3 separate regions of the Pan troglodytes genome follow, and regions 1 and 3 are each linked to region 2. Evidence: chromatin contacts called from public Hi-C data. All regions are on one chromosome and are shown on one strand. The core of a region is the stretch at or near the end of the contact, and the rest is flanking DNA. Distances in the headings are between cores, read along the strand shown. Region 1 overlaps RIN2 (Ras and Rab interactor 2). Region 2 overlaps RIN2 (Ras and Rab interactor 2). Region 3 holds the start of NAA20 (N-alpha-acetyltransferase 20, NatB catalytic subunit).

Region 1 (3,524 bases), core at 606-3,105, 210 kb after region 2:
TCAACATGTACTGAATTGGCACATTTAAAGAAATTAACTGTGTGCTCACATTAAATACAGAGCAAAGTTAGCTTATTCCTGGTTTGAGTTTGACCTTGTCATTATGTTTGTAAATAATGTGCACAGCAAGAAAGAGGAAGTAAGACACAAAGAATTAGCATAAGTAAATATTTTGTAAGCATTTTATAATATTGTTTGCTGAAAGTTAAAATATTTTAACGAGTATTCTGTTCTATCACATAATTTTATACAAATTATAAAAGTAGGGAGAAAATCTGTAATGTGTTCATTGGTTCACAGATATTCATTCTGAAACTGTAAGGGCTGGTCTCTAACATTAGCAGCTGGGAGGGTCAGAGGCTACATAGGATTCCAGAAACACCCACCTCTGTTTATAAATAGCACAGTTCCCCAGAGTGACTCCTTGCTGTCTAATAAAAGCAGCAAGAAGGATGTGAAAGAAAGAAAAGTTGGTAAAAATATTCCATCTCCTTCTCTTCCTACTCTCAGGGAGGATGTATGGCGCTGATGACTTCTTGCCAGTCCTGACCTATGTCATAGCCCAGTGTGACATGCTTGAATTGGACACTGAAATCGAGTACATGATGGAGCTCCTAGACCCATCGCTGTTACATGGAGAAGGTAACTGCTTTTGAGAAAAGTTGAAGGAACTGGGTGCTATTTTTTTCATTTTTTTATAATTGAGACGAAATTCATGTCACATAACATTAATCATTTTACAGGGAATAAGTCAGTGGCATTTAGTATATTCACAATGTCATGCATTCTCCACCTTTATTTAGTGTCAAACTATTTTCCTCACCCTAAAATAAAATTCTGCACCCATGAAGCAGTTACTTGGGTGCTTTTTTGACATCTTAAGTGTTAACTGAATTTTTTATTAATTTAAAAGAGTGTACTAACCTTTTTCTGATTGCAAAAGTAATACACACTCGTGGTAGAAAATTTGGAAAAGTCAGGAAAAACACAAAGAAAAAATATAACCCCATCTTAACTATACTTCACTAAGATCGCTTAATGGCAATACAAAATTACATTCAGTAGAATAAATGCCATTTTTTTTGGAAGAAATGGTTTCTTTGGCTCCAAGAGGAAATTATAAACTTTTGTTGAGGATATTTCCATTGCCAGAAAAATAACCTGCTCTTATATTAGTGAAATGTATAAACGCTTGGCTTTGTTTTTATTTTTTAAAATTTCGTTTTCAAGGTGAAAACAGTATTAATTTTTTTCCAGTTTTTTTTAAGTATCTTTTCATTTTTATAGTAAAAATACAGGGGTGTGGAATCTGTGCAGTTTGCTCTCAATTTACGTTGGCATTCGGGTTCCTTCTCCTTGTGTCTGCCTAACCCCAACATGTCTTAGCAGAAATTCCTTCTCCTTACACATAGCTTAGGTATTTTACATGGAAATGATTAGGATGTTTGGCACAGTAGTGCACAGCCTTGAAACGCAGAAATAACTGGGACTCTATGTGAGCTTATCTTTTCAAAGGAGAACAAATCAGGGCCTGTGCACTGTGAATCCCCTTAATCCATTTTTATATATCCAGATAAAAGCCCAGACAAGCCCTGGGGGGGATTGTTACGGTTTTGTTTTGTTTTTTCCCGTGAGTTTCAGTCTGGGCTTGAGTAGAAAGGTCCATCTCTGACAGGATTCCCTAAGGAATGAGTCATCCCAGCATTTTCCCTGGAGGGAATGAAATGCATTTTTACCGCCCCCAGAATGTGCCCCCCTTAGTCTCCTCAGTCCTGTAATATGAATTCACCAGGCCTTACTTTTCCTGTCGGAGGGACCGCCCTTCTTGGAGCCCGATTATGCCCTTCCCACGTGACCATGGGTAGTGCTGACTCAGGATGGGGGATGAATCTCTCTCCTCCCGTACCCGATCCCAGGCAGGTATGAATGGGCCTCTTTCATGCTTTCACCCTTTAGCCTCTTCTGTCCCCTTATTAATATTACTAACCATGGAACCAGACACTCCCCGATGAGCCTCCAAGGCCCTCCCTGGAGCTTTTCTTGCCTGCTCTGCCCTGGGATTAGACAGGACAAGGCCAAACATGTGGTTTTGCCCAGGGACCAAGAGAAGCATGTTAGTCTACATAGCATGCTTTCCTTCCTTCCACTGTAATGTTTGTTATTAATACAGTTTGGGGTTTGGTTATTCTTTTTCGAGCTTCAATCATGTTTAATTCTAGTAATATAAGTATGTAGAGCTCTTAGGGCTTTGGGGAAAAAGACACGCCGGTTTCACTTAGAAAGTCGATTCTGTTGCTGACAATGTGCACTCAGGACAAACATTGCTTGTATCTTGTGGCTCAAGGATAGAAACAGCTACTTCCTGCCCCTTTCCCAGATTGGCCCAGGGCAAGGCCCTGCGTTGATGACTAATGGACAGGTGGCTGTCTTCTCCTCCACGAATCCCACAAGAAAGACAAGGGCACAGCTAGTGAGGATACAAAAGCTGCTGGTGAGCTCGCACTTAAATAGAGCCTGCTTCCACTTAACCGTGTCTGGGGCTTCTTGGCTGCCTTCCTTGGGAAGTAGGCGGCCCAGTTGGGTTGGCTGTGATCACAGACCAGGCCTGCACAGCATCGAACTGAAGCTATGCAGCCTGGGAGGAAGAGGCTACTGAGCAGTGGCAAAAATACAGATTGGACTTTTCCGTGCCTGCCCAAAGTCCTCTTTGGTTTGCGGGGTAGCAGCCACGTCTGTTTTCCGCTGTTTAAGCAGGTATTCTCATTTACCAAAAAGGCGTCATAGAATCCCTTAGAAGTGCACAGCTCTTGCGGTAGGGTTATAGTCTTGCTGAAATTTAAAACCTTCTCTAATTGCATCCACATGTTTCAAAGTGTGGTCAATTTTGTGCTTCCAGCATTTGAGTTTTCTCCTTAGTGTCCTGAACAGATGAGAGCTAGGGAGTCTAAAATTTGAAGTCCAAAGGAGCCCCCCTCCACCCCCACAAAGATTGTAACAGTTCTCCGAGTCCTTGCTCAAATCCTGACCCTCCATACAGCCTTTCCTGAATACTTATGTTCATATTGATTTCTCCTGAAATTCTCCATGTAGCATCTGTATTCTGGATTACTGAGTTTCACACACAGTCACATGCTGATTTGTTTGTGGGGCGAATATTTGGTAAAGATCAACAATTCAAAACTCTTAACTAGGGTGATTATACTGTAGGTGGCAAGGTCTGGAAAACCCTTCAGATCACTCTATACACAAAAAGCTTGACATGTGATCAATGGAAAGTGCATGGCTCAGGGTGACCCAGATTATGCTGCGGGAAAAAATAACCTCAAGTCTTCATCTGCAACCTGAAAACAAGAAGGGTATTTTTCTTTCTCGTGTTCATGTCCAGCACGAGTTTGCAGGGCGTGCGGCTCCTGATCCACATGGAGGGGACAGTTGCCATCTTGCATATTGCCACTTATTGACCAGAGAGAGGCTTCTGCAGGCTAAATAAATAAGCTTCTGAATAAAGCTAAATACTTTGGCCC
Region 2 (3,161 bases), core at 129-2,628:
GTATTATCAATAATTTACCCCATGGACAGCCACAGCTTACCCCTGCCGGGAAGCTGACTATCCCACGAGGGGTGGAGGCGTGGGAGGTGCAGGGCAGGTGTTCACACTCGCTCTCATCAGTTGTAGATTGAGGGCTACTGGGGTCTGGGAACTGATTCCCAGCATTTCAGGCCTCTCCCTGAGAAAAGCTCATTCCAAGAGCCAGAGGAACCCTCAGGCAAGGAGACGGGGATGCTGGCAGTGTGGAGTCCAGCAGGCTGTCGTGGAAGAGGGGACACGAGCAGCACCTGCAGTGTCTACTCCAGGGCCGAGGCCAGGTTAGCACAGTGAGACACTGACGGACACAGTGTGTCAGAGCAGGGCTGGCACATGGCACCGGATGGCGCTGCTTGAAATTGGCCAATTGCCTGCTGCCCCAAGGCAACTTGAAAATCAGATGCGGCTTTGCCAGTAACTCCCGCAACCTGTAGTTTTATTCAGGACAGCAGATGCTATCAAGGGTGCTGTGCCCTTTGCTGATGTAGTTGAGGTAGGAAGTTTGCTTGTTTTGGTGATGGCTGATGATATTTAAGAATTTTAGCTTCAAGTATGCTATAGTGGTCAGAAAGGAATTTAAACAATTATGTGTGTGTGTGTGTGTGTGTGTATGCATTTAGTTATTACAAAGGGTTCCTTGTTTAAAAAGCTATATATACTGTTGCACTAAGAAATGCTTGTATTGTGAAGAGCAAATAGATTTGGGTAAATGGATGTTTCAGCACAGTAAATGGCATTATTATTTAAACACATAGGGAACTCTGAATTTCAGTAGAATAATGGTGGTTGCCTACATCCAAATCTCTTACCATAACTTAAAAAAATTTACCCAAATCAACAAATAGAGCAAATAAAACCATTGTTTACACAAGCCCTCAGGATTACTAAGAGACAAAATTCTACAGACTTCAAATTTCCTGTAAGTAGTGAGAGAAGTATCCAGGTCCAGCCAGGCAGGCTCCGGAGCCCGCCCCTGTCTAGAGCGTTGGGCGGGGACCACAGAGGACAAGTGGAGAAGGGCAGGAGTGTGCACAGCCCGGGGTGATGCAGCCCAGATCACATTACCCCTGGAAGGACAGGCCCCATCCTGAGTGGGAATACCAGACAGTGTGAGACTGGAGGCTACAGCCGTAGGAAAGGCGAGGTTACTGGGAGAGAGGAGGGAAACTAGGAAGGGCACTGCCCCTTGGAGACTTGGTGATATCCAGAAAGAAGGCAAAAAGAATAAAATAAAGGGTCCTTCAGAGATCAAAGAAAACCACAAAATCAGACATGCTCCCCCTCTTCCAGAGTAAGCACAATAAAGAAATTACACTTCACTCTATCAACGGTAGAGGGCGCATCTGAATCAAGAAACCTGGCTAGCCACCCACACGCTGTCCCCTGCCTACATCAACTCTCACCCATGATCCAGTAAAGAAAATAGATGACAAAAGGAGCAGAAAGTGGCAGACAACGTGCAAGCAAAGCTGCAATCAGAAGAAACGAGTTTGTGAATCTAAGCATTTCAGCTAGTCAATGTTCTCACCCCTCTACACACACACACACACACACACACACACACACACACACACACACCAGAGCAAAAGAAAACTGTAATGACATTCCACCACTAATTAAATGTCCTAACATAAGAACTTTCACATGCTAAAAAACCCAACCTTTAATAAAAAAATCAGAACTAAAATGGGCAAAACCCAGGATGATGTGAAATGATAGTTGACTGAACTCCAGAGAGGAAATGGGGAAATTCAGTTTGCAGATGCTTTTGTGCTGCCAGGCAGGACATCCTTTCGGTGGACAGTAGATGGACAAGAACTGTTGCCTTTTCCCATCCACAGGCCTATGTTTTCTAAACCCCAGCCCAAGGCAAGCATTTCTTATCCATAAGCGTACTGGCTATTTCAGTGGGGAACATTGTGCAAGGCCAATGTTGGCTATCATTTTTACTTGCCAAGTTCTCTATTATATGAGACTAGGAAATACCCAAATACTTTCCCAGGGAAGATCAAGTTGAGTGGATTAAACTTTCCAAGGAGAGCTTCATTCTCCTTGGTAATATGTCAAACTTTCAGAGATAAACTTTTCAGAGATGTTTCCAAATTGTAATGAATGACTACAATAAATGATGCCGTATTTTATACTTTAAAAAGTAATTTTCATACATTATATTCATCATTAAAGTTGTATATATGTCAAAGTAACACATGTGATAGTTTCTTCCCTGCCTCTGTGTGACCACAAGCAGCTTAGAAATGCTTCGCCTTGGTTTATACATGTGAAAAATGAGAATGGGAATGGCTTCCCCCTCTGTGAGATTTCCAGTGCATTGCTAACTTCAGTCTGTGGGACAGATTGTATTTTTCTAAACATAGCCACAATGTCATCACCCATCCCACACCTTCTCCTAGGCACCTCCTTATCAAGAGGTAAAGTTGAATGCCTGTCTCTTGAGTCTGGGTGGGTTTGTGTCTCACTTGTACCCAATAGAATGCAGCAGAAATAATACTGCATTACTTCTGAGGATAATTTGGAAAGAAAAAGATAATGCAATTTCCACCTTGCTGTCTGGTACATTCTTGCTGGAGTGCTGAGCTGCCATGCAAGCAGTTAGACTGTTCTGAGGCTACCATGCTATGAGGAAACCCAAACTAGCCCAGGCAAACAGATCACATGACAAAGCCCTGAAGCTACATGAAGAAAGAGAGAGATACCGTAGCAGTCTCCAGCTGTTCCAGCCATACCTTCCCGCTCCCCACCCCCACACACTCTGCCTTTTGTTCCAGTTCCAGTTACCATCTGGCTGCAACCACATTTGAGACTCTGAGCCAGAACAACCCAGCCAAGCCCTTCCTGAATTCCAGACACTCAGAAACCATGGCAATAATAAAATGATTATTGTTTTAAGCCACTGAGTCTTGCGGTGACTTGTTATATAGCAATAGATAATGAGGATGCATGAAGCGTGAAGATGCATGAAGCCATCATTTCTAGGGAAAGCGTAGTGACTATGCCTAATACCTTTTGCGGTAGTGCTGTTTTGGATAATTTTTATAGCGGAAGTTGATAGGACAGAACATGTCTCTTTGGGGAAGAATTATATTCCTCTCTAGATTTAGCTTACA
Region 3 (3,207 bases), core at 409-2,908, 240 kb after region 2:
TCCACCATTACCTAGATACAAACATAAAGTAGCTATAAACTTCTAATGTTTATAATACCAATGAATCAGAGCCAAAAATATTATAAAAACCTTCACTACTTCATAAGGAACAAAATTCAAATCAACATTAGTTCATGTCACACACAAAAAATTATGAAACACTTTGAAATGGCCAGAAAAAGATTACTGTCTAGTACACGTTTCCAGGTTTTCTCTGCTTTTTATTGTCTTTGACAATACAAAATTTTACAAATTTGTAAGCTGAGGAAAATTGATAGTAATGAAAATTTTTCTTGTCCATAAAATACAAATGCATAGTGTTATACAGTGCCCAGGAGAGACAGTGATTACAGCTCTGTGGATATTGACCAGTTTAACACTCATGTGTAAATACATTTCAGCATTCCTGCTTGCTTTATGTATTTTCTCTCTCTTTATCTTATCTTTTTGAGACAGGGTCTTGCTGTGTCACCCAGGCTGGAGTGCAGTGGTGCAGTCATGTCTCAGAGCAACCTCTACCTCCCGGGCTCAAATGATCCTCCCACCTCAGCCTCCCAAGTAGCTGGGATTACAGGCGTGAGCCACTGTGTCTGGTCTGAATAAAGGAATTTTTAACTTTTAATTTTAACTACTTTAAATTTAAAAACTGATGTTTGATTCAGCGATTTGAAAACAGTATATTTGGAACCGCTTGGATATGAGAATCTGCTTTTTAACCATACATTGATGAAATCTAAATAGAGAACAAGCATTTCCGATGACAGCTGCTCTCTCAGATTGAAATGCACTGCAAATGTAAGATACACACCGGATTTCAAAGTCTTTGCAAAAAAGAATGTAACATATCACATTACTTTTTTTATTGATTGATTACATGTTGAGTATTGATTGGTTACATGTTGAAATGATATTTCGGGTATAATAAACTGGGGTCAGGGAAAAATATTTTTCCCAAATAGGAAAAATAAATGGGTAAAATAAAGCGTACTATCAAAATCAATTTTACATTTCGTTTTGCTTTTATTTATTTATTATTTATTTTTGAGACCAAGTCTAGCTCTGTCGCCCAGGCTGGAGTGCAGTGGCGAGATCTCGGCTCACTGCAACCTCCGCCTCCTGGGTTCAAGCGATTCTCCTGCCTCAGCCTCCAAGTAGCTGGGATTAGAGGCGCGTGCCACCACGCCCAGCTAATTTTTATTTCTTTCCTTTTTTTTTTTTTTTTTTTTTTTTTTTTAGTAGAGAGGGGGTTTCGCCATGTTGGCCAGGTTGGTCTCGAACTGCCCGCCTTGGCCTCCCAGTGTTGGGATTACAGGCGTGAGCCACCGCGCCCGGCCTTCTTTTTGTTTTTAAACGTGGTATTGACATTTTAAGATGACATCTGCAACTCGCAACACTGGGACAAGTGATTCTGGGTCATAAATTCTCCCATTCCTCATTTACTCTGCAGCACCGGGTGGCTGCGAACTCCGCTCTTCTGCTTGGGTTTCCGCATCACCAGCAGCTTCTTTCCTTCCCAGGTGTCGCCGCCTGCTTTCTGCAGCCGCTGCCTGGGAGGGGTTCCGAGGTTCTGGGCAGCCACAGCCGCGGAGGCCTTACAGGAGCGACCTGGCAATTCCCGCCGCCGGCCGCCAGAGGAAGCTGCTTTGCTGCTGTCGTTGCCGAGCAACTCGTAGCCCGGAAGCAGTACCCCGTCTCGCTCGGTTCCGCGGCGGCCGCGCTCCGGGAGACTTCCGGCAGGGCGGGCGCGGGGTCTTGGCGAACGGTCTTCGGAAGCGGCGGCGGCGCGATGACCACGCTACGGGCCTTCACCTGCGACGACCTGTTCCGCTTCAACAACATGTGAGTGACACGCGCCTAGGGCCAGCCGCTTCTGGCCGGGCCTCGCTTCCCGGCCCCGCCAGCTCCGGCCCCAGCCGCGCCTTCCCGGCCGGACCCCAAGCCCGGGCGGGGACCCGCGAGAACCACCCCCCGCCGGCCGACGCGGGCGCCTCCCTGGGACCACAGGGTCCAGGGAGAGGTGGGCCTGGAGTCGACGCACGCCGGCCTTGGCGACCTTGGCCGAGGTGCTCAAACTTTGTCTCTGGACCCTGCGAGCTCGCAGGTTCTGGGGCAGCGCTCGGGCCTCCGCTCGTGGTCGCTGTCAGGAGGCGCTGGGGTGATGGGGCGAGCTGGAGACGCGGCCTGGAGCCCACGACCTGGGCTTCTCGCCCTGCCCTACTGCTTGCTGGCTCGTGGCCGGGCCGCGCCTCTTCTGGGCAGTGGGCACCGCCGAAGGCCGGGCCGCAGAGGGGGCTTGCGAGGATCGGAAGCTGGTCAGCAGCTGTTGGGATGTGTACATCGTGAAGCCCACCTGGTGGCCGTGGTTAAATTGTATCCAAATGAAATGACACTGATCACTGTGTCCCCTGCAGCAGATGCTGTCTCAGTCATGGTTAGTGTTTGCAAGTTTAGTTACTGTAGCTGCGCACCCCGGTGTACACACCTTTCCTCTGTGAGGAGTCACGGCAGATCTTAGGGGAGGCTCGCTGTGCCCAGAGCCCTGGATGCAGTTTCTTTGGATTCGAGTTAAGGCCAGACCTCTGATTTGCAGGTACCAATTTTTTTTTTAAGAAAACATTTTATTATGAAGATTCCCACACATTTAGAAAAGTTGGAGGAATTTCACCATGTGCTTTTATAGACACTTTTCCTGGATTCTGCCGTTAACATTTTGCTACACTGGTATCTCTCCTTCCTTGCCATCTATCAGTCCTGGATCCACTTTAAAAAAAACAACAGGGCGGTATGTGAAAACTAAGGACCAAGTGGTTCCGATTCAAGTGTCAGGAAGATGGAAAGAACTATGGGATAAGATGGCTGGGAACATTTCAAAGAGGGGGTGAGCCTTGAAGATGGATAACACATTGGTAAGTGAGGAAGAAGGAAGTTCCGGAGAAGGAGCGGGGCATGAAAGTGGGGAAACTTGAAGTGCGGTGAGACAACTGGGATCAGTGCGAATCTAGTGGCTGGTTTCTGTCACTGAGCAGTCAGGAAGAAATGGGTGAAACAGGAGGGGTTTAGACTTGATCCTGTGGAAAGAATTTTCTGTCGGGCCAGTCTGGTAGCTACGGTGACTTGTGTTGAACTCACTGTTCCCTGCATTGTTCTGAGTGCCCACGTAATAATCCAGTTAATCCTCACGATTCTTTGAGGTGCTGTCACCCCCAT

Evidence for each region. A called contact is a pair of places that touch in the nucleus more often than the background predicts.
Region 1: a contact with region 2 is called in a Hi-C map of stem cell-derived neural progenitor cells, with 8 times the contacts expected there. The contact joins two enhancer-like sites. A contact is called at or near these places in 3 of 7 Hi-C or Micro-C datasets (blood, induced pluripotent stem cells and stem cell-derived neural progenitor cells) and 1 of 1 other capture datasets (stem cell-derived neural stem cells).
Region 3: a Hi-C map of stem cell-derived neural progenitor cells shows a contact between it and region 2, with 3 times the contacts expected there. The contact joins the promoter of NAA20 here to the enhancer-like site in region 2. A contact is called at or near these places in 2 of 7 Hi-C or Micro-C datasets (induced pluripotent stem cells and stem cell-derived neural progenitor cells), 1 of 1 datasets of contacts at active chromatin or transcription factors (stem cell-derived excitatory neurons) and 1 of 1 other capture datasets (stem cell-derived neural stem cells).

The regions. Positions count from the first base shown.
Region 1 is chr21:26,521,881-26,525,404 of NHGRI_mPanTro3-v2.0_pri, forward strand. RIN2 (Ras and Rab interactor 2) reads left to right here. Exons shown (of 14, transcript XM_016937522.4): 12 at 511-642. Among named protein-coding and RNA genes, the nearest start is that of NAA20, 24 kb to the right of the region's middle. Within about 2 kb of position 1,856, at least 13 of the 24 cell types and tissues checked have an H3K27ac peak or open chromatin away from gene starts, as enhancers often do. A contact at or near this core is called in stem cell-derived neural progenitor cells and stem cell-derived neural stem cells, where this site is marked.
Region 2 is chr21:26,307,548-26,310,708 of NHGRI_mPanTro3-v2.0_pri, forward strand. The region is part of intron 1 of RIN2 (Ras and Rab interactor 2); the gene reads left to right. Among named protein-coding and RNA genes, the nearest start is that of RIN2, 28 kb to the left of the region's middle. Within about 2 kb of position 1,379, at least 10 of the 24 cell types and tissues checked have an H3K27ac peak or open chromatin away from gene starts, as enhancers often do. A contact at or near this core is called in stem cell-derived neural progenitor cells and stem cell-derived neural stem cells, where this site is marked.
Region 3 is chr21:26,545,875-26,549,081 of NHGRI_mPanTro3-v2.0_pri, forward strand. It overlaps NAA20 (N-alpha-acetyltransferase 20, NatB catalytic subunit), which reads left to right and starts at 1,659. Exons shown (of 6, transcript XM_514540.8): 1 at 1,659-1,839. The coding sequence starts at 1,787.